Linked DNA regions of Zea mays: region 2 is linked to region 1. The links are chromatin contacts, called in public Hi-C maps. All regions are on one chromosome and are shown on one strand. Each heading gives the region's core, a stretch centred on a gene start, on an enhancer-like site or on the middle of the called end of the contact. The rest is flanking DNA. Distances are from core to core; before and after follow the strand shown. Region 1 holds the start of LOC100284059 (coronatine-insensitive protein 1). Region 2 has its middle 54 kb from the start of LOC103637126.

The links. Hi-C and Micro-C count contacts between places; a contact is called where the count stands out from the background.
Region 2: a contact with region 1 is called in a Hi-C map of leaf, with 4 times the contacts expected there. The contact joins the enhancer-like site here to the promoter of LOC100284059 in region 1. A contact is called at or near these places in 6 of 25 Hi-C or Micro-C datasets (bundle sheath, ear, endosperm and 1 more).

What each region holds. Positions count from the first base shown.
Region 1 is chr8:98,661,983-98,669,026 of Zm-B73-REFERENCE-NAM-5.0, forward strand. It overlaps LOC100284059 (coronatine-insensitive protein 1), which reads left to right and starts at 1,386. Exons shown (of 3, transcript NM_001156957.1): 1 at 1,386-2,084; 2 at 3,066-3,540; 3 at 3,625-4,603. The coding sequence starts at 1,567. The coding sequence ends at 4,431.
Region 2 is chr8:98,851,610-98,858,414 of Zm-B73-REFERENCE-NAM-5.0, forward strand. No RefSeq gene overlaps it. Among protein-coding and RNA genes, the nearest start is that of LOC103637126, 54 kb to the left of the region's middle. Within about 2 kb of position 2,567, at least 20 of the 20 cell types and tissues checked have an H3K27ac peak or open chromatin away from gene starts, as enhancers often do. A contact at or near this core is called in bundle sheath, ear, endosperm and 1 more, where this site is marked.

The DNA.
Region 1 (7,044 bases), core at 136-2,635:
CCATTTTATTTTTTGGTTGCTTGGCTGTTCGCATGCAGATCGGATCACAGATAGTTATCGGTTCGCGGACTCGGCCCTATATAAGGCGCCTGGCAGCCAACATCAAACTCATCCTAATTTTCGCCTCTACTCACAACTGCGCCGCCATCGTAGTTCTCTTCATCCCGACCGCCGACGTGCATCTGCGCTCGGGAGGGCAGGTCTCCGGAACCCTTCGCCTTCGAGATCCTGCACCGGGAGAGGGCGAATAAGGTTTTTGGGAAGCGTCCTTACGCGACTGCTCGCGATCTTGTCGTCGAACCCTGCTGCTTCGACGTCATCGGCCCCGCTGCTTCGACGTCGTCGACCCTGCTGCTTCCGGCCCGCGTTATTTACCAGTATGTCTGATCAGTACGCATCATTTGATTTGATTTTATACTTCAGTTCTTTTGATTTGGTCATGATTTATATTCAGAATTTAATCTGAAAAATATCTAATAATTCAACAAAAAGACTCTTTACGCACGCATGAACCGTTCAAAAACCTCAGGCGTGGTGCGTTCGACACGCATATAGGGAGAAGCTGCTCCTGCAGCGATGTCGTGGACTGTCCAGTGCAGGGCCGCAGACTATCCGCGCTCTTGCAGAGAACACCGTTTTTTCCGGCGTTTGGTGTAAGATGGGTCCCAACACCATCATCTTATGATAGCATGTTGACACACCATTATGAATGACTAAAGTAGCTCAAAAGTACAAGCCGAATCATCCCGTTCGCTTGAATTCTACAGCATGGCAGTACAACGGTTCTGACTAAAAGCCGTTTCATGGAACATTGTGCATACAACAGTAGGTAATTAGAAATAAACACAACTGAACAGGCTCAATGATAGCCTTCATCTAACGCTCACATGGTACAACTGCTCTTAGCATCCGGATCCGTGGTTCTGCTTCATTGATGAATTAGATTTTGTTGGTTTTGTCTTTAAAAACAGCTTTATCAATAGAGTCAAATTTATTTATTAAACATTGGTAAAACATTTTCTTTTGAAAATTGTAGCAAAGAAAAAAAAAGAAAGAGCTAGTATTTTTAGTTTACTGTGAAGTTAGCTAAAAATAGCTTTTAGAGAAAAACTATTATAGTAAATAAACTGTAGTACAGTATTATGTAATTGTTTCCACCAAGCCAGTCCAACTCGAGCCAGGACACTAGACACCAGACCGCCGGCGACAGAGTGTGTGTCCGTGCCGTGCGTCCGTGTGCGCCGAGCAAATTCCCCACCCCGGTCCCCTGCCGACGTGGCTTGGCATCCTCAGCTGGATCGCGCTGAAGTAAACGCCGCTTCCCCAATCCCCACCCCACCTGGTCCTCCTCTCCACTCTCTCTTCTCCCTCCAATAATTCTCTCCACCCCTGCTTGCTGCAGCTTCAAGCACTACCGAATCAGGGCGAGTGGGAGCAGAGGAGGGAATCCCATGTCTCCGCCCCTCGCTGGAGCAGATCGTTGTCGAGCCGACGTGGAGCTGCTGCGGTAGAAAGCTAGCGGAGCCTGCGAGCTAGCCTGATCCGTCCGCAGTCCGATCGGGATCGATGGGTGGGGAGGCGCCGGAGCCGCGGCGGCTGACCCGGGCGCTGAGCATCGGCGGCGGTGACGGCGGCTGGGTTCCCGAGGAGATGCTGCAACTCGTGATGGGGTTCGTCGAGGACCCGCGCGACCGGGAGGCCGCGTCGCTGGTGTGTCACCGGTGGCACCGCGTCGACGCGCTCTCGCGGAAGCACGTGACGGTGCCCTTCTGCTACGCCGTTTCCCCGGCACGCCTGCTCGCGCGGTTCCCGCGGCTCGAGTCGCTCGCGGTGAAGGGGAAGCCCCGCGCGGCCATGTACGGGCTCATACCCGACGACTGGGGCGCCTACGCCCGCCCGTGGATCACCGAGCTCGCCGCGCCGCTCGAGTGCCTCAAGGCGCTCCACCTCCGACGCATGGTCGTCACAGACGACGACCTCGCCGAGCTCGTCCGTGCCAGGGGGCACATGCTGCAGGAGCTGAAGCTCGATAAGTGCACCGGCTTCTCCACTCATGGACTCCGCCTCGTTGCCCGCTCCTGCAGGTACTCGTACTCCTCGATTCTCTTGCTCTTTTTTAGCTCCGATCTGGGTGTGGAGCAAGTAAGATCGAATTGGGGTTACTGGGAATGGTGGCAAGGAGAAGGGGTACTGTTTAGTCGTTGATTCCCCGTAACGGTTTAGCCATAGCAGTATAGCACCCAACCGAGCGTCACTTTCTGCAAGTAGAAACTTGTGGTACCTTGGGGAAAGTTATTACCGAAAAGCAGGCTTGAGATCTGGCGCACAAAATTGGGTTGGCTGCTCTCAAATGATTACACATCCTAACTCCTAATCCTAAGTCCTAAGCATAGAAGATCAAAGCAGAAGTCGTAGGAGTGCATCTTCAAACCTGTATCATTACAATTCGTGGCTTCTGCTGCAGGTTTCTCCAAAAAAGAAAGTTTAATTGATGGTGTTGATTGTCAATAATTTGATTATGCGATGCCTTACTCGATATATATTATATTATAAAGAAAAGTTGAGTCATCGAGCAAACCACTGAGAGCAGGGAATCAAATAAGGGAGCTATTGAAGATTAGGCTGTGTTTTGTCTTTGGATGGATCTACCAGAAAAGGAGTCTTTAAATGGCCCCAAATTTACGTGTAGCATGGATTGTTGGCAATATTTAATGCAATTCCAATTAAAACAAGGATACTATCGACTAGTTGAGTTGAACTTCTGTGATTCTCCTAGTTCTAAAATTCTAACAAAATTCCCAAGCAACATGTAAACATGGCATATGTCTATCGTTTTTCTGTATTCTGCTAGGAGCTTTTGCGTTTCCTGATCACCCCCTTGACATGCAGATTTTAGGTGTCAGGACAGGGATTGTTATTTGTTGATTGCTAAAATGGGGTTACATTTAGTTGCCTGTAGGCTGTAGTGCATCCTTTTGTTATTTGATTTTCCCATTTGGTATCCTTATAGCTGCTAATATTGTGATGAAATCATTACACTAACTTGTGGTGCTAAATTTCATCAGATCACTGAGGACTTTATTTTTGGAAGAATGTCAAATTGATGATAAGGGCAGTGAATGGATCCACGATCTCGCAGTCTGCTGTCCTGTTCTGACAACATTGAATTTCCACATGACTGAGCTTGAAGTGATGCCAGCTGACCTAAAGCTTCTTGCAAAGAGCTGCAAGTCACTGATTTCATTGAAGATTAGTGACTGCGATCTTTCAGATTTGATAGAGTTCTTCCAATTTGCCACAGCACTGGAAGAATTTGCTGGAGGGACATTCAATGAGCAAGGGGAACTCAGCAAGTATGTGAATGTTAAATTTCCATCAAGACTATGCTCCTTGGGACTTACTTACATGGGAACAAATGAAATGCCCATTATGTTCCCTTTTTCTGCAATACTAAAGAAGCTGGATTTGCAATACACTTTCCTCACCACTGAGGACCATTGCCAGCTCATTGCAAAATGCCCGAACTTACTAGTTCTCGCGGTATCATCTCCTGCTCATGTAAATTATGAAGATACTGAATTGGCAATCTTTTCATGGTAATTGACAGTATATTTTTTCCGATAGGTGAGGAATGTGATTGGAGATAGAGGATTAGGAGTTGTTGCGGATACGTGCAAGAAGCTCCAAAGGCTCAGAATAGAGCGAGGAGATGATGAAGGAGGTGTGCAAGAAGAGCAGGGAGGGGTCTCTCAAGTGGGCTTGACGGCTATAGCCGTAGGTTGCCGTGAGCTGGAATATATAGCTGCCTATGTGTCTGATATAACCAATGGGGCCTTGGAATCTATCGGGACATTCTGCAAAAAACTATACGACTTCCGGCTTGTTCTACTTGATAGAGAAGAGAGGATAACAGACTTGCCACTGGACAATGGTGTCCGAGCTTTGTTGAGGGGCTGCACCAAGCTTCGGAGGTTTGCTCTGTACTTGAGACCAGGAGGGCTCTCAGATGCAGGTCTCGGCTACATTGGACAGTGCAGCGGAAACATCCAGTACATGCTTCTCGGTAATGTTGGGGAAACTGATGATGGATTGATCAGCTTCGCATTGGGTTGCGTAAACCTGCGAAAGCTTGAACTCAGGAGTTGCTGCTTCAGCGAGCGAGCACTGGCCCTTGCAATACTACATATGCCTTCCCTGAGGTACGTATGGGTTCAGGGCTACAAAGCGTCTCAAACCGGCCGAGACCTCATGCTCATGGCAAGGCCCTTCTGGAACATAGAGTTTACACCTCCCAATCCTAAGAACGGAGGTTGGCTGATGGAAGATGGGGAGCCTTGTGTAGATAGTCACGCTCAGATACTTGCATACCACTCCCTCGCCGGTAAGAGGCTGGACTGCCCACAATCCGTGGTTCCTTTGTATCCTGCGTGAGTGTAAATAGACTAAGCTGGTGTCTTTCCTTAGCCTCCTGGTCAACAAGAATGGTGTTGATAACTCGATATATGCGGTTATTGTATGGATCTAGATGGCTAGCTGCTACGTACTGTAATAAGCTACTAGTAGCTGAGAGATGTCCTGGAATAAGCCCTTGCTATTTTTGCCTGTACTGCTTTCTAATCCTAGGGAGATGTATACTGCTAAGCAACGATGGAAGATGTGAGTCTGCTTGCTCGCCCTGATTTGATTTGTACCACTGGAGGTATAAGAATACCTGGGTTTTGGCCGCCTGCTTTGAGCATTGAGTTGTTCTCTGCCGTATGTGGTGGTTGCTCATGAGTTGACGATGAGACAACCAGGACTGATTTTGTATGCTGTACGAACTGAGTGTATGAAGTTACTGTGCCAGGGCGGCCATGAACTCTCTTTATGATAAAAGCACTTTGCAGTGATGGTATACCATCCGTATCCTTAGAAACACCCATTTGATTGGAGTTGCAGGTGCCGCGGCTATTATTGCCAATTGGCATCTCCTCTGGTTTGTTTCCAGATCTCAGCATCAAGGAGGATATGCTATCGCAGATGTGGCTCCAAGAAGACGACCTTCTGTCATCAAGACCAAAAGGCCGTGTGAAAAAAAAACAGGTACAATCGCATAGCGCCACACGCCACAGTGACTTGGTCACTAGTTTAACCTATAAAGGCTAGCGTACAAAAGTTGCGCCGGATGGTGTCTGCATCTCGCGTGACGAGTGGGCAAGCCGACCTCACCGCGATAACGACGGCCGTGTGACCGTGTCCAGCGCTACGAAAAACGCCAAACGGGGAAGCGGCGGAGGCTGCTGATCCTGCGATCTAGTAGTGCACGGCCAGTTGTCTTCGCCTCTTCGTACGCACGAAACGCTATGCAGCTATTTTTAACTTCTTTTTCCTTGCGAACCACGTAATAATAAGCCCCATATAGACCATTTTAGCTACCAAGTCTATCTCGCTCCGTATTTCAAAATTCATTCTATAAACATTATATATTATAGTGTAATATATATATATATATATATATATATATATATATATATATATATATATATATATATATATATATATATATATATACTAGTCGGTTACCCGCGCATTGCGATGGCTTACAACAATATCTACGTAAACTATCCATCAAAAAAATTTCAAGATTTTTTATTTGATTGTCTCCGCTCTCTGTAAAATATTTTTTTTATTTAGCTAACTGATGTTATTGTTTATTCCATGCAATATGTCTTGGTACAACACGAGTACACGACCAATGAAGTGAGCGATTAGAAGAGAGTTCACAACGATTGACTGAACGAACAGAGATTATAAAATGACATACAGAGACCAAATAAGAGAAAGTTTGTGAGCTCAAGTTTCTAAATAAGTCACATGAAGTCAAACTTATAAAAAAGATAGATCAAAATATGGAGTGATTGCTAAAGTCAGGCATCAATAAAAACTTGATACGCTCCATATAAATTATGCTATTTCGTAGCAATTACTAACATTTAAAATCAACAAATAACATTTCATTTTACTGTTAGTGTGACAAATTATTGTTGCCCCATCCAATTCAGCAACCTCAAACACCATGCAGTACAGTCTCAGAAACGACCTAATGCTTGCAAGAGCCAAGAATATCGTGCCATGCTTGGGCTGTAGCCTCAGCCTGTAGTGCTGGCCCGGCCTAACATGATTATATTTTTTTATTTTACAAAAAAACGTATGTACATATATACAATTTATATTGAATATTAAAAACATCTACGCATGATGTTTTACTAGTTAGACAGCTTCATCTAGTGTCTCCCGCCCTTCTTCCATCAGGGCATCGGTTCAAACCCCACCTCTTGCACCGTTTTTTTAATATTTTACGCTGATTTAATCAAATAGGCTGACGGGCTAACGGGCTGCCCAGCACAGTTAGCAGGTCGAGTCGACATGACGTGTCTGGGCCATAGTTGTGGCCCCCGTGTGTTTGGCCCGTGCTGGGCCGCCATTTGACCATCTATAGGCGTGCAACGAATTAATTTGAAATAGCTTATATATATAGGGCAGGTATAACGGGAGCCCTGGGCTTCCAATAGTTAAAGGAACCCAGGCCGATCACCCCTGCAAACCTGGTTCAACCCAGCGCACCGCATAGACCAGTCTGTCAGTTGCACCACCCGCGCCCACGTCTGTGCGCGTAAAAAAGAAAATGCATGCATGAGTCAAACACGTTCCCTTGCATGTGCGTAAATTTAGAAAAGATATGTGTGGCAGTTTCTATTTTTAAATGCTTTATTTTCTCCATAAATTTAGGATCGCTGCAACAGCCATGCAGCTAGACTCGTAAGGACTATTTTATGATATATACTGCTACTAAATATGCTACCCTGTGTAGATAATTATGCAATTCGGTATACTGCGTAAAAATCTGTTACCAGCTGCATGTATACGAATTTATGATGAAAATAATGTTCAATAAAAGAAAATGAATTACACGCATAGAAACAAAAAAATCATATTTAATGTTTTATTTCCTTCATAAATACAAGATCCCTCCAACAGCCATGCAACTAAACACATTAGATCTAG
Region 2 (6,805 bases), core at 1,317-3,816, 190 kb after region 1:
GAATGCCAAAATGTACAATTAATAGTATATCAAAGGGAAGCTTATAGACTAAGCAAAGAAAGTCAACAGGACATAAAAACATCCATTAGAAACAATATGGGCACATAACATGCTAATATTGCCAATTGACACAAAAGTGAAGAGCGACTGAGACAAAAATCACAAAACAAATTATGAATCTCACAGGGCTTGATTCTAAATGTCAATAAAAAATTTGCCCATGACTAAACCTCAATGAATTACGACTTTCACTAAGTTTAGATGGCTTTTTAACCGGAGAACGCATTAATATCATGGTCTAAACCTCAGGTGCTTGATTCTAAAATCTGCAGTTTTGTTTTCTTATAGGGCTTAGACGATCCAAATCTTGGTGTATCAGCTATAGAGGAAAGAAATGCTCTTGGCTTGGCTATTGTTCTCCGCTTCAGTCATAACTCCCTCACATCCTCCGACCCAATCCTCCCGTCCTCCTTCCAGCCGAAGGAGTCCCACCTCCACTCGCCATCGCTGCCTGCGAAGAACCCCACGGCAGCGAAGGAGGCCACCACCGGAAAGCAAATCTGCACGCTCGAGTGGCCCTTCAAGGACCGCAACGCAATCCTTGATGCCCGCTCGCACAAGAACAAATGACTCTTTCGGCTGGAAGGAGGACGAGAGGAGTAGCTGTAGTAGCTGTAGCTACTTTGGGGAAAAACAAAGGACTCTTGTAGTAGCCGTAGCTACTTTGTCCGTTTGAGTAGAAGAAGACAAGCGACGTCTTCGGGAGTGTCAGCTTCGGCAAACGCGCGCACAAGAACTCTCCCCGCATTCTACTCACCTTGGGAGCGGGCTGGATCGGCAGGCGGTCGTCGTCGTCGCTGCGCAGGCGGCGGTGCCGGTGCCTGTAGCGGCGGCGTTCGCGGTCGTCGTCGTCGCTGACAGCCACCGACGACCACTGTCGCTTCTCCTCCTCCTCCTCGCGGTCGCAGTAGCGGGGGAAGGGCACGAAGCCGGGCGGGCGGTGAATCGCGGGGGGGGGGGGGGCTGGATCCACGTGCGGGCGGGCGGTGAATCGCGTGCGGGCTGGTGTGAGCGGGATTCGCGGCGTGGATGTTGAGGCGGGGGCAGTCTACTGCAGTATTTGCAGAAACCCCCTCCGGATCCAACGATCGTATTCAAACAACCCCTCAGCAGCCGTCTCCGGTCTCCCTTCCGTCATTGCGCGTCCCACCTCCCGTCCCCACAATTTCCGCTCCCCTCACGAGCATTTCCCCCGCCTACCCGTCGCCGACGGCCATGGCCCACCTCCAGCTCATGGCGCTCACCGGCGGCGCCGACGACGAGATGGAGGAGGTCGCGCTGCTGGGATCCTACGACGAGGAGGCCGGGGTGGGGCCGGAGGCGGAGGGGGACCGGGCGGAGGCCGGCATGCGGCGGGTGCAGGTGCGCGTAACCGGCATGACGTGCTCCGCGTGCACGGGAGCCGTCGTGGGGCGGAGGGGGGGGGGCGCTGGATCCGCGTGCGGGCGGGCGATCCACGGGGAGGGGCGCTGGATCCGCGTGCGGGCTGGCGTGAGCGGGATTCGCGGCGTGGATGTTGAGGCGGGAGCGGTCTACATTGTAGACTTAATAATTAGTAGAGATAGAGATAGAGAATAATTCATACTTTGAACCGCCACGCGCGTGCGTAGCGAATCGTCCAACCACAGCCTCCTAGGCTACTTCAACAAATTTTGCCGCTACGGTTGGCCCGCTAACCAAGCGCACGCCGCCCAAATTTTGCCGATACGAGGTTGCTCTTTGGGGGTAACGAAGGGATGGCTTTGGCCCTGTTTGTTTCGGCTTCTGGCAGCTTCTGGCCACCAAAAGCTGCTGCGGACTGCCAAACGCTCAGCTTTTCAGCCAGCTTCTATAAAATTTGTTGGGGCAAAAACCATTTAAAATCAACATAAACACATAATCGGTTGAGTCATTGTAATAGTAGGAATCCGTCACTTTCTAGATCCTGAGCTCTATGAACAACTTTATCTTCCTCCACACGTAATCGTAATGATACTCAGATTTTCTCCACAGTCAGATTCTCCCCACAGCTAGATTTTCAGAAAAGCTGGTCAGAAAAAAGCTGAACCAAACAGCCCCTTTGTCTCTGCCTCCGTCGTCACGTGACCTCACAAGCTACCAGATTTGACATCTTGGACCACGCATGCGGCTACGGGGAATAGAGCGCGCCGTAAACGCTGACAAGAGCAAGCGAGGGAGGCCGGGAAAAAGAGAGGAAGGAGGGCATGGCACAAGCAGAGCATCTGATGCCTGGTGGTAGTGGTGTTCTCGACGGGTGTTCCATTTGAGCTTGACCGCAGGTTTTACTCGAGGGAGAACCGTAGAATCTTTTCTCTTTTTTTTGACAGGGACCTGGTTTACATTACAACGGGCATCACGGTTCCTGCTACAACGAAAAACTAGTAGCGGCACTGGACCAGCATCTGGCCCACTTGGTTTAGCATAAACAGATTAAGCAGGCCCGTTAGCCCACCTATATGAAGCGAAAGCCGACAGTGATGTCTCTGCCTGCTGCGGGCCCGTGGCTCCCCCCCGGCCTCCGAGAGTCTCCCGCGGCCCGTGCACTTCACCTGGGCAGTCCGCCACCGCTGGGCCGTTCTAGTCCCGCCCAGGCGCTCACTTCACTACTCGCTCACTCAGTACCCACCACACCAGAGCCGCCGCGAAAGGTCCCATCTCGCCTCCCCACCGGCCATGTGCATGTGCTCATGGTGCTACGTCTACGTGCTGCACCGGCGACATTGCCCCCCGAGATCCAAGCGCCCGCCAATTCTATATATACAAAGCGGCCACTTCTCAGCCTGTCCACGTAAGCAAAAATAAAATACACCGTAGGATTTGGTTTTGACGGCTGATCGAATTCGAAGGGACAAAAAGACAGTTTCCTGAACCTTCCTACAATGCACAGGTTTTCTCTCCCTCTCCACAACACCGCCGACGCAACCGTCACCGCCCGGCCTCTGCATCCTCCCTCTCCTCATCACAGCAGATGTCATCGCAAGCCCCACTATCCCAATCTAGATCCTCGGCCATAAGCAGCAGCACCACTCCAAACCTAGCCGAGCTCGCAGCGGAAGGGGGAGGCTCACTATTTTGCCATGGCGCTGGTCGCGCACCTCCAGGGCTTGCTGCCCCTGCGCCGAGGGAGAGGGGAGAGCTCGCCGGTTCCGGTGATGGCTATGTCTTCGCCGTCCAACATGACGCCGGCATCACGCTCCTCGACGCCTGCAACACCATCGTCGCACGCCTCCACCGCCTCCTTGCGTGCCTCGCGGTCGACCTCCTTTTTTCCTCCTAACGTCTGGGCGAGCTCCCGTCGCCTGAGGCCACTCGCGCCCGCGACGACAACCCCCGGCACAACGCTGCTGGTGCGCGAAACTGCCTGCAAACTTGATAGAACTTCATAGATCTGGCAAAACTTTCATTTGAGTGTACGTCTCCACTGACCACTGCATGCCTCCATTGTTACCCTCGTGGTGCAACACTGAATTGAACTGAACATGTGCGCAAAGCTGTAAAGGTCGATTGCAAAGTTGACCTCCAATACCCTCCAGCTATGAAGGCAAAGCGAGCGCACTGTCCGTAGTGTGCTCGAGCAGGAATGTTTCTTCTCTCGTGCTTCACTTCCAGTCCAACCTTGTCTGCCCTCAGTGATCTCAGTGATATGTGTGTTGTATTCTACAAGCTTAATGCATCTGAGGAAATACAAGACAAACAAAAGCAGCTCTTGATTTGGGAGCAGGGATGTGGCATGCCAAGAACCCAAGCCCAAGCAGAGGTGCTGCTCCATGCAGATCCACTTTCTCCTTTGCCTTTCCTTAAGAGGCTCCAATTGCTTGCTTTGTTGCAAGAAAACGAAGTAGGAAAGGTTATTTTCTATGTAGACTTCTTTTTCTTGAGTTCTGAAGTAGAGACTAATTGATGATCATGCCTTCTGCTGTACCACTGTAACCCATTGCTATAAAGTCAGATTAGTAAGGCTTGACCAAAGATTAGTAAGGCTAGACCAAAAATGTGAAAGATCGTAGCTTGCTATATTAGCAGTTTAGCACTTACATCACTAAATGTTTACCAGTTATATTTCGATTATTCTACGCGCGCGTAGCGCGCGCCAGTTACTAGTTACTACTATACAAACCGTGACGCAAACGAGCTACGCTGTTTGTCCACGTCACCGTTTTTATTCTCAGCCACCGGATCCTATACCAACGGCTATCAAACGCACTTCGCATACAGCATACAAGATAGCCTCTCCTTGACTAGCCATTTCCCGAAGCATCCGTTGGCAGTTCCCAAGGTCGCGTTGCTAGAAATCTGCTCCCTTGCTCTCACAACGCGTCATCGCCAACACCGAGGCTTCCGTGATTCCTCGGCACCAACGCTGCGGCCTCCGCAATTCCCTGCAGCAGGCACCATGGAGGAGGCGGCGTCTAAAGTGGAGGCAGAGAAGCTGGAGCCTGGAGGAGCAGCGCCCAGGGGTCCCTCGCGAAGGCAGCGGCGTCCTCCCAGGCGGTGAGGCCGAGCGCCAGGCGTCGTCGGCCATGCGGTCGAGTGCAGAGCGGTTGCGGGACGCGAGGTCGGGGAGGGACACACGGTCGTAGCGGTGCCAGAAGGGGCAGACCGGGAACAGGGCCGAGGAGGAGGAGGTGGCGGAAGCGGACCCAGGCGGGGGCAGGTGGTCGGCGGAGGACGGAGAGGAGAAGGCGGCGACGGCAGGGTCGTCCGCGAGGTCGGTGGCCGCCAGGTCCAGCACGCGGCGGAACTTGAGGGAGATGAGGAGGAGGTAGGCCGCCGCGGCTAGCACCTACAGATACAAAATTATTGACACAAAATTGGTCAAGTTTAATTAAAGCATAATTAAATTGTCATTATATGGTAGAGCAAGGGCGTGCTTGAAAGCCCAGTACCCTGTCAGAAACGAATATAAGTAGCAGGTTTTGATTACATATATTAATATATTATCAGAGTGTTACAGTATATGTAACAAGTAGAAAAAAGATGTACACTGATTATGTATATAGCTGACTTTCCTAAATGATATCATGGAGAATATTTGGAAAATAAGCATTTTTATATATTCTATATAATACAATTTTGTACACATATATAGGGAGCAAAGGAGCAACGCCAACGTGTCCACGTATCTCCAAATGTTGTCCGCCGTTCGATTCAAGATATACGACCAGCAGAGGTTCTAGCCAATGCAAATTCTTATATAATAGAGCGGGGAGCAAAGGAGCAACACCAGCGTGTCCACGTATCACCAAATGTTGTCCGCCGTTCGATTTAAGATATACGACCAGCAGAGGCTCTGGCCAAACCAGAAGGGAGGTTACAGTGGAGATCGCTGGAGACTTCCAGCTACGGCGGCCAATAAGGCAGAAAGGTGGGGGTACAGTCACGAAGAGGTGTCCTCCTCGCCCCCAATCTCCGTTGAGTGCGCACGCTGTTGTGAGGGGGAAAAGAGAGAGAGTCGTCATCATCGTCGTCTCCCTCAGTGAGCGCGCCATCAGTCGACTACTTCTGCATGGTGCGCCATCGACTCCCACGAGTCCTACGTCAAGTTGTCCGTCTGGTCTCCTTGTCGGGGCAGCCAATCCTCATCGTCACGCCGATTCACTGAGGTATGAATACCTTTCTACCTGTGTCCCTCGCCGTTACGATTTCATCTAGCCTCTTGCTTCCCCCACCACAATCCCACTCCAATTCATCGACGTGCAGATGCGGGATTCTTCGAAATGTATGTCCTTCGTACTAGGGTAGCAATATAAGTTACCTGAATATTTGTTTCAATGCCAACCATTGTGAAACAGACTCCATCTAGAGCACTACATGTTTTCCTTCATACCCATTTATTTATGCATATAGATACACAGACAACATGTTCAATGTAAAAAAAAGAAAAAGAAACTTCATCCGCTAGCCATTTGTTTCGATGCCAACCTACCAATTTAGGGACTGTGCATACCTCTGTAACTGTATGCGTCTTTCGGCAGTTCCTTTGGAGAAGAACAATTCTAATCATTATATTGCTTCGTAATGAAAATAATTCTCCAATGTATCTTCACCATCCATGTTACAAATGCCACCAAGTTAGCTCAGAAAGCATCTAACATTCATAGCACAAGGTATATATTAGGTTGATTTATATTGTGAAATAAGATCCTCCATCCAAAGCAGCTCGTGATGTTCATTCATACCATTTATGTACACAGATACACACACACCATGTTCAGTGCCAAAAATAAAAAAGATTCATTATCTACAATTGTTCATGTTCCTCCATCATTAATATTTACGTATACACACAACATTACTTTTGAAATTATTGACAAACCAAAATTCTTCCTTGCTATTTTTGCAGTCACTAACTGCTTCGAATCTTCATGAATCTAATTGCATAGTCTGCAGTTTCTATCCGGAGAAAACAGGTATGCTTTACATGCCATTTATTTTTCGTTATTTACATCCCCCTCAACCTATACGGCACAATCCTGAAATCTTCCTCACTGATTTGCCATTCACCAATAGCTTGAAATCTTCAGAAGTTAAAAATACATAGACTGGTGCTTCTATCAGAAAACCAGGTACGCATTATTAGTTCTTCTTCATATTCTCCTCCAAATTATACAGTTTCTGATTTTCCCTTTTTCCAACATTATCCTAATCTGTAAAAAAGGGGTAATAATCCACCACTCACACCGTGTACATGTCCACCTATGCTTATGCATAAATAATTTCATATGCACATAGCCATTCGTATAAA